2 separate regions of the Danio rerio genome follow, and region 2 is linked to region 1. Evidence: chromatin contacts called from public Hi-C data. All regions are on one chromosome and are shown on one strand. Each heading gives the region's core, a stretch centred on a gene start, on an enhancer-like site or on the middle of the called end of the contact. The rest is flanking DNA. Distances are from core to core; before and after follow the strand shown. Region 1 holds the start of clul1 (clusterin-like 1 (retinal)). Region 2 overlaps colec12 (collectin sub-family member 12).

Evidence for each region. A called contact is a pair of places that touch in the nucleus more often than the background predicts.
Region 2: a contact with region 1 is called in a Hi-C map of embryo, with 1.9 times the contacts expected there. The contact joins the enhancer-like site here to the promoter of clul1 in region 1. A contact is called at or near these places in 4 of 18 Hi-C or Micro-C datasets (caudal fin, embryo, fibroblasts and 1 more) and 1 of 4 datasets of contacts at active chromatin or transcription factors (caudal fin).

The regions. Positions count from the first base shown.
Region 1 is chr2:34,341,263-34,345,675 of GRCz12tu, reverse strand. It overlaps clul1 (clusterin-like 1 (retinal)), which reads left to right and starts at 3,139. Exons shown (of 9, transcript NM_001099994.2): 1 at 3,139-3,175.
Region 2 is chr2:34,383,799-34,388,211 of GRCz12tu, reverse strand. colec12 (collectin sub-family member 12) reads right to left here. Exons shown (of 10, transcript NM_001122840.1): 3 at 1-10. It overlaps LOC141378367 (a long non-coding RNA gene), which reads left to right. Exons shown (of 5, transcript XR_012392658.1): 4 at 1,532-1,642; 5 at 2,563-4,413. Among named protein-coding and RNA genes, the nearest start is that of stam, 17 kb to the left of the region's middle. Within about 2 kb of position 2,666, at least 28 of the 62 cell types and tissues checked have an H3K27ac peak or open chromatin away from gene starts, as enhancers often do.

The sequences.
Region 1 (4,413 bases), core at 1,890-4,389:
CTGATCCCAAAAGCTTCAGATTGATGTTGGACCCTAAAGTTGATAAGATATTGAATTTTAGTTGCAAATAAAAACTGGCTTACTAAACCTAATTAGTATATTTTTTAGAAGTTTGAAAGTTTCATCGTTTCCCAGTTCTGGGTTGCAGCTGGAAGGACATCCGCTACAAAAAAACATATGCCGGAATCATTACTTGAAAAAAAAAGAACATTCAAACTAAGAGGGGTTACACTCGCTGCAGATGTTGGGAAATTCTTCAAGTGCCAATAGAAAGCGTCAGCCAATCAGATCGTTTTATGCAAATACCCCAGCTCAGACAGTAGCCGATTGCGGACTTACTCTATTGGCTATGATGATTGCGTCAGCCCCAACTTCAGACACATCTTCGGTCAAGCATTGATGCTGAAGCCCCGTGTGAATGCATGGTGAAAGTTTTATCGTTAGTCTGACTTTGAGTGACATGAAGCTTTTATTCCAGTGCAGGTGCCTTATCCAGTTTTATTTGACAATTCTCTTTTAAACTCTTAAAATACCCATAGTTTAAAGTTGTTGATGTCAGAAATCAATGTCAGACTGAGGTCACAAATGTCAAGCTGATGTCAAATCCCAGTGTCAGAGTAACATCATAAACCAACATCAGGCAGACTTAAAAACCCAATATCAAACTGACACTACAATCATCAGGCTGACTCCAGAACCCAACATGAGACTGACTCCAGAACCTAACATCATACTGACTAAACCAAACATCAGACTGACATCAAAAACCAATATCAGGTTAACCCAACGTTAGCCTGCTGCAGTAAGCCAGGGTGGATCTAGAAACCCATGGTAGACTTCCGTCTTCAGGTAGCTGGTAGACTGACTGAAGACTCCACAAGGAAAGATTCCACTCTACAGGTAAGATTCCACAAAGATTCATAGCAAGCAACTCTTAATACATATGGGACAAGACAGCACTGGGCTGGACTGGTCAATAGTGTGAAGCTGAGAAACATGTCTAGAAGGTAACATGAACAGCAACAACAAACTGGAAAGAAAGAAAACTTAAGACAGGGGAGATAAAGGGGTCGATACTGTTCTTCTACAAACCATAGCGGGGTTTCTGCAGGTTTCATCAAGTCTAATTTAAGACATTTAAGACTCTTTTAAGACCATTATGAATATTTTTTTTTTACTTATTCAGGGTTAAAGACTAGGATTTTTTTCTAATGGCCTGGTATTATTATTTGTTTTTCCCCCGATTAGGGAATTTAATAAGGTGAAATTGCTGTAAAAGTATCTAACAGCTGTTGTGAATTGTGTCTCTTTGCAATATAAAACTTAATATAAAACAATATAAAAAGATGTCAGCTTGATTGAGTAGCTTTACCTGAACAAAGCAAAATTAAGACCTGTTTAAACTTAAGACATTTTCCCTTAAGAGCTTTTACCAAAATATCATTTGCTAAAGCAATATAAATGAACCAAAATGATTCTGGAAAGGTCTTATAGTATTTAAAGTCAATCCAATGTTAACATACAATAATTTTAGAGAAGAAACTGGTAATTGAAACTGGAACTGGTAAACTGGTAAAATTTTTGGTTCTTCCTAACACTTTTAAGAGTGTGTGATAGAGTTTAGCTGTTTTTTTTTTTTTTTTGCATGTTCTGTCATTCCTTATTCCTTGATTTGGAATTTTCTGTGTTCATAAAGCCACAATTCATCTTTGCTGTGCCAGCCACCAGGTCTTTGGCACTGGATGAGCATGACAGGTCCAGATAGGTTTATTAGAAACAGGTGCATTTAGACTTAGCAGAGATGGACATACCAGTGGCCCATATTGCTGGTTCTCATTAGACGTTTGAAAATACTATTTTCAGGGTCACAAGCCCTGAAGAGAGGGCACTTTTACAAGGACATGGTGCGCTAATGAGAAACGTTAGGAGAATGTGGGCCTACACTATGTCTTTGTTGCCAGTTCCTCCTCTGTTATGTACACCCAACTAACAAGACCTTTTTAAACCTCAAGATACAGAAGAAAAACTTTTTTGACTTTCTCATGTACTTTGCCAGAACAACTTTTTAATGAAACATAGAAGTAAAAGAAGTTGTTAGAAACACTAAGTAACTGTTCTTTTTATTTTAGTTTGTTTTTATAATTTCATCGGGTTTTTCAAGCTTTTGTTCAGTTTTTTTTTTGTTTGTTGTTTTGTTTTTTGTTCATTTAAGTTTAGCTTTAGATATTTTGTTACACTAAATTAAAATCATTTTCGTGGAACTAGCTGAAATAAGCTGTGTGCATGTATATATACAGATGTAAAGGTAGTTGCATCTGAGCATTCAGTTTTGCTATCAAATTTATAAATTACTTTTTATTCATAATTTTTTAGGGTTTTTTCACCTTTAATTTGGATAAGATAGTGAAGGTCACAGACAGGAAAGTATTGGGAGCAGAGAGAGGGGAGGGGTCAGCAAAGGAAGCCGAGCAGGGAATGGAACTCGGGTCGCCGTAAGCACTACGGTGCTATAATATATGTTGGCGCACTTAACCACTAGGCTATTGGCGCCAACTTTTTAAAAATACATTTAAACAGAAAAGTAAGATTTTATATTGCAAAAAATGTTTTTTTTTTACAATGTTACTGGATATGAACACAATCCTTGTATAAACTTGTTCAAAAACGTAGTAACACTCTATTTGATGGTCCGTTTGAGTATTAGTAGATTGCCTAATATGTTGATACTGCTTCTTCAACAGACATTTAACTGTCTATAAGAAACTTAGCAAGTGCATGTCAACTTACACTAACCCTAACCCCAACCTAACAGTCTACTTATAATCTAATGAGAATTAGTTGACATGTAGATGCAATGTAACTTAATTTAAAAAACATACCATCAAAATAAAGTGGGACCAAAAAGTAAACAAATAAAAAAACAATAACAACAAAAATCTTATTAACTAATTTCAGACAGAAAAATCAGTTCAGAAAACAGATTCATGCATATAAATGATTAAGTACACCAAGTATGTCAGAACAAAAGCTAGTTTCTGGAATGGCAACAACCTCTAAATGCTTTAATTGGATCGTCTTTGGTTCTACTTAGGCATAAATAGAAGCTCAGGTAGAGATAAACAACACACCTCTCTGCACAGCATCAATCACACAAGACATCAAGCGGACATTTCTGGTGAGTTCTGCTCCTGTAATCTTAATAATGTCACACAGTTCTGTGTATAACATAATATAACATAGCACATAGTATGGTTAATTAATAAAATTATATTATTTCATATTACTATCTTTACATACTTTCAAATGTCATCATTTCAAAGGTACTGAAAAGTTTAATATACCAGTGCGCTTATTAAAAATAAAAGGTTTTGCAGCAACGCCACAAAAGAAACTTTTTGAGTTCCTCAAATAGATCTTAAAATAGCCCTATTATTATTAGCATGAGGAACATTTTATCATTTAAAAACTTTTTTTTCTCTATAAAGAGTGTTTTGTGTTATGTTAAGTTTTCATGGATGATAAATGTTCTTCATGGAACCAAAAATCCCTAATAAGAACATTTATTTATAAGTGAATGTGATTGTTTATAATCAGTATTTATTTGTTTATCAGTATTTAAGTATTTATTGTTTATACACTGGATTTCACAGCTATGCAAACCAATATTGTAAGCTGTCATCTTGATAAATTAATGATCTAATAAACAACAATCAGGCATGTAAATTTACTTTACAGATAATGTACGGGTGTCATTATTTATAAGAGGTTATAGTTTATAGGAGGAAGTCAATATTTTATATGTGAAGTATAAACTGAGCTGTGGCCTTTACTCGTTAATTACTTAAGCATGTGATGTGATGTGATGGATTGAAAAGCACGTCCTCATTTTAAATAATGTTGTGTAACACCCTGCTGATCAGACTAGGACAGAAATAATAATGGTAAAACATTATTGGCTGATTGTTTTACCAGATATATGACGTATGATGTGACAGCTTTACAATGTTAGCTTTTGACTTCCACTTGCCAAATGTGACGGCTCTGTTGTGTTCATTTAGAACAACAGATGGCCAGCCATGAAGTAAAGCTGGTGAACTTGAGCACCTCTGGTGTCTTTTTGACATTCCTTGAATATTTCACTTTTGTTTTGATGGATAACCTCTCTGAATTTTATTAAAGTTATGACAATCTTACATTTCATCACAACATTATCTTATATTGATATTTACAATATGTGAATATATAAATTAATATGTAGATATTTATGTGCTTATTACTCATTCAGATACAATTGTATAACCTCACAAATGCAAGCAGGATATATAACATGAATATATATATGTGTGTGTGTGTGTGTGTGTGTGTGTGTGTGTATATATATATATATATATATATATATATATATATATATAT
Region 2 (4,413 bases), core at 1,417-3,916, 43 kb before region 1:
TCCTGGATACCTGCAACACAAATGAATATTGCATTAAAATATGCAAATGCGTTTCAGCATGATAAATGATAAATACACATTCTAAAACAACTCTGACAGGAAAACAGGAAATTACTTCCTTAACGGGACAGTTTACATGCCACTGAAAAGTCTTCATTAGTTCCCCTTCATGCTGTTAGAAACAATAACCTTTTTCTTTAGGACACAAAAGAAGATATTCTGAATGAAGTTGGGTTCAGTGTCATATTCAAGCATCAAATCAACTTTTCTTAATCCCCCATAATGTGCCGTTTTTATTAATTGATTCATTCATTTTTTACAACTTTTTACAGAAGGCACCCTCTGACATGTCATTTAAGTATAATAAATTACCAACCAAAAGACTAAAGAATGATTTAATGGCATATAAAACAATAACAGTGCAGCATAATAATTATGCTGGTCACTGGTTTGAGTCCCAGCTGGCCCAGTTGGTGTTTGGATGAACTAAAATGGTTGTAGTGTATAAGTGTGTGTGAATGAGTGTGTATGGTTGTTTTCCAGTACTGGTTTGCAGCTGTAAGGGCATCCGCTGCGTAAAGAATGTACCGGGATAGTTGGTGGTTCATTCCACTGTGGCGAGCTCTGAAATAGAGACTAATTATATAGATATTAATGAATGAATGAATCCTTTTAAATAGTATATTTTGCCATTATGTTTTAAACCACTAGGTTTTCTTCAAAGCCAATAGCCTAGTGGCAAAGTGTGTCGGCATATCACTGAGGCTGCACACATAATACTGAGGTGCTCACTGCGAACCGAATTCGGTTCCCTGCTCGAGGTCCTTTGCCAGTCCTTTTCCCTCTCTCTGCTCCCCATGTATTCCTGTCACATCTCTACTGTCCCATATAATAAAGATAAAAAGCCGTCGGCGCCAATAGCCTAGTGGTTAGTGCGTCGACACACGGCGCACCCGAGTTCGATTCCTGGCTTAAGGTGCTTTGCCAATCCTTCCCCTATCTCCTCTCCCCACACTTTCCTGTCTGTAAAATCTCCACTGTCCTATCCCAATAAAGGTGAAAACCCCTACAAATATTAAAAAAAAAAAAATTACAAACAAAAAGATAAAATGCCCCTAGAAAAAAAACACTAGGTATTCAGATTTGTCAGCAAGAGGTTTTAATTAATTTTAAATAACAAGATTTATAATGAGTTTCAACAATATTTTTACATTATGTTCACTGAAGTTATCTGAACCAATAATTAAATATGCTTTCCATCTACATAAAATCACTGGTAACACTTTACAATAAGCTTGTATTGGTTAATGTTATGCGGCACGGTGACTCAGTGGTTAGCACTGTCGCCTCACAGCAAGAAGGTTGCTGGTTCAATTCTTGGTTGGGTCAGTTGGCATTTCTGAGTGGATGTTTTCCCAGTGTTGGCGTGGGTTTTCTCCACAGTCCAAAGACATACGGTACAGGTGAATTGACTAAACTAAATAGGCTGTAGTTTATAAGTGTGTGAATGAGTGTGTATGGGTGTTTCCAGGTGCTGGTTTGCGTCTGGAATGGCATCCGCTGTGTGGAACATGGGCCAGAATAGTTGGCGGTTCATTCTACTGTGGTGACCTCTGCTAACCAGGGACTAAGCTGAAGCAAGGTAAATAAATAAAAATTGTTTACTAACAACATGAACAAGCAATGAACTATAGATTTAATAGAGTATTTGTTCATGTTAGTTAACTTTAGTTAATGAAAATACAGTTGTTCATTGTTAGTTCAAGTTAACTTGCAATAACTAATGTTAACAAGCATGAATTTGAATGTTAAATAATGCGATATTTATGCAATAACTGCTATACAAGTATTGTTCATCCGTAGTTCATGCTAGTACATACATTAACTAATGAACCTTATTGGAAAGTGTGACCAAATCACTTCATCATTTCATTTCCTCAGTGGACATCTCCTCTTCAGCCCATATAGAAAAAGACTTCACACTTGTGCGTTCCACAGTAGAAAGTCAATGATGACAGAATGTGTGTACTATCCCTTTTCCTTTTATTTTTTTCATTAGCTCCTTGATTTAATATTTCCTTCTTCTGATGTGGTAATAATGACCTCTGCTATGTAAAGTAATCCTCTACTTAACTACCCCCCGACCTAACATAACAAAACATCTGAAACACCGTCAGGAAATTCCTTCAAGACACAATCAAATTCCAAGGGACAAACAAATATTTCAGCGATTTCACGCAAAGCAGCTTTAGAGATCATAGTACTTCACCACATGATAGTGGACGCGAATAACTGCCCCGCTGTTTGTTTTTATGAGTCAAGCTGAAACTACACCATCAGAACTTTACCGCGGTGAAAGCACATGTGTCATGCTTGCCCTGAACAAGAATGACTGATCTGTGTCAATCTGTTTCTGATTACAATTGGTTTCCCTTTAGATCTAGACTAGAGCGATTTAATAGTGTCACACGAGGACAACAACAAAAGCATGACATTCAGCAGTGGACTTCTGTTGCATTTAAGTTGAGGCTCAGCTAATAAACATGTCCACTATCTCTCCAGACATTCCAGAACGAGGCTTACATTATCAGCCTATGGTCAGAGTGGCAGCCATGGCATCCAGGTCAGGCTGAAATGAAAGCCCCAGGAGAGAGCTGGGGGTGGGCAGGTCGCGGGGGAGCCTGTCTTTAGGCCCACACATCTGTGTAAACACCATGGCAGAACGCCTTAAAGGGCCCTCCGAGCAATGGCCCCGGATGTAGGGGGGGGGGTTTGGTGAGGTGGTCTGTGTGGGGGAGTTCAGGCCCCCACCATCTCAACTGCACTCAACTACAACCAAACCACACCATATAAACAAGCAACATCACCACCTCTGGCTGTGGGTCACTGGGGTGTGCAAAGGACAGAGGGGAAAAAAGAAAACAAGAAATGCATGGCTGGAGAGTGTTTATTGCTGTGTTTCTTTCACCTAATGAAAAGTCTTAACTAGAGATGGACAAATTGCTCCCGATTTACAGCACTGAAGCAAGATGAAGCAGACAGCTTTATTTTCCTTCTGCCCTTTTCACACATGCTTTCAGAATCAGGAGGGAAGAGCTAATTTCACAGAGGAAGTACAGATGTGCTTTTAGATAACAGGAATTCCAAGATGGGACACTTCAATGTGTGCAGTCGCACAACACATAGGGAAACCAGCAAGACTTTTCAGCTTACAACTCTACAGCTGGGAAGGAAAAACGGTTCTTATAAAAATACAGCTTTTGTTTTTCGACTTTTCCTCCGCTTTTAACACAACTTCACATTTTAATTAGTAGACTGCTGGAACAGTTTGACCTTGGTAATAACCTGATGGGCAGGATCCTTAACTTCTTAACTTATGCCGAGTTCAGACTGCATAATTTTCAAAGTAGTCGTGTCACAGATGTTTTCACACTGCATGACTATCTGTGCTAGCGTTGTGTCGCTGCTTTGTTTACACTGCAAGATGGTTCCACGACAGGGGGTTTCATGACTTTAGAATAGGAAGAATCGATGACAACTTTGTCCAAACTACGTCTCACAACCAAAAACACGTAGCATATCTTTTGTAATTAACTACATAATGAGAAATAAAACTTTAATGGGGTAGAAAATGTACATATTTGCATAATTTCTCCTCAACTATTTTCTTTTTTGACCCAGTTGTGATATTGTCCAGATGGCATGTCAAACAGACATGGGTGCTCCTGCCAAATTTCCACTAGTTTTCCTCAATTTCTCGGGTCCAAATAAATAAAAAATAAGCGCTTTTAATTTCTCCCACAACCCCCTGCTGGCCTGCAGATACCCACACTAGTGAATGCTGCTCTCTCCTTGGCTGTAGGTGATCGCCGATGTTATTGTCAGTCAAAACTCATTTCACATGGCATAATTTGAATCGCCGCTATCTCCAGATATTTAGTATGACAAATATCTTACAGGCATCAGCGACTCATTGGCGATTCTCTCAGATTGCGTTTCTGATAGTTCACATTGTGTGACTGTTACCCACGTGAAAGAGCACCAATTTGCCTGTGATTACAGGTATTTATTGGCGATTTCTCAAAACCTGTCAGCGAGACAAAATCGGGGCTAAAATCATGCAGTCTGAGCTTGGCATAATCGAACACAAAGTTTTAGAGTGAATGGATGCTTATCTGATAAAGCTTGCTCCTCAACCGGATCCCCACAAGGATGTGTTCTTTCACCTCTGTTATACATCCCTGATACAAATATGCGCCAGTGTAGGAGGGAAAATAGAACCATTATTAAATATGCAGATGACACTGTCATTGTCAGCCAACGTTGTGATAATGAAACAGCTCATGGTCCAGTACTTACGGATTTTGTCAGATGGTGTGAGGAGTCATGTCTTCTGCTTACACACAGGTGAAC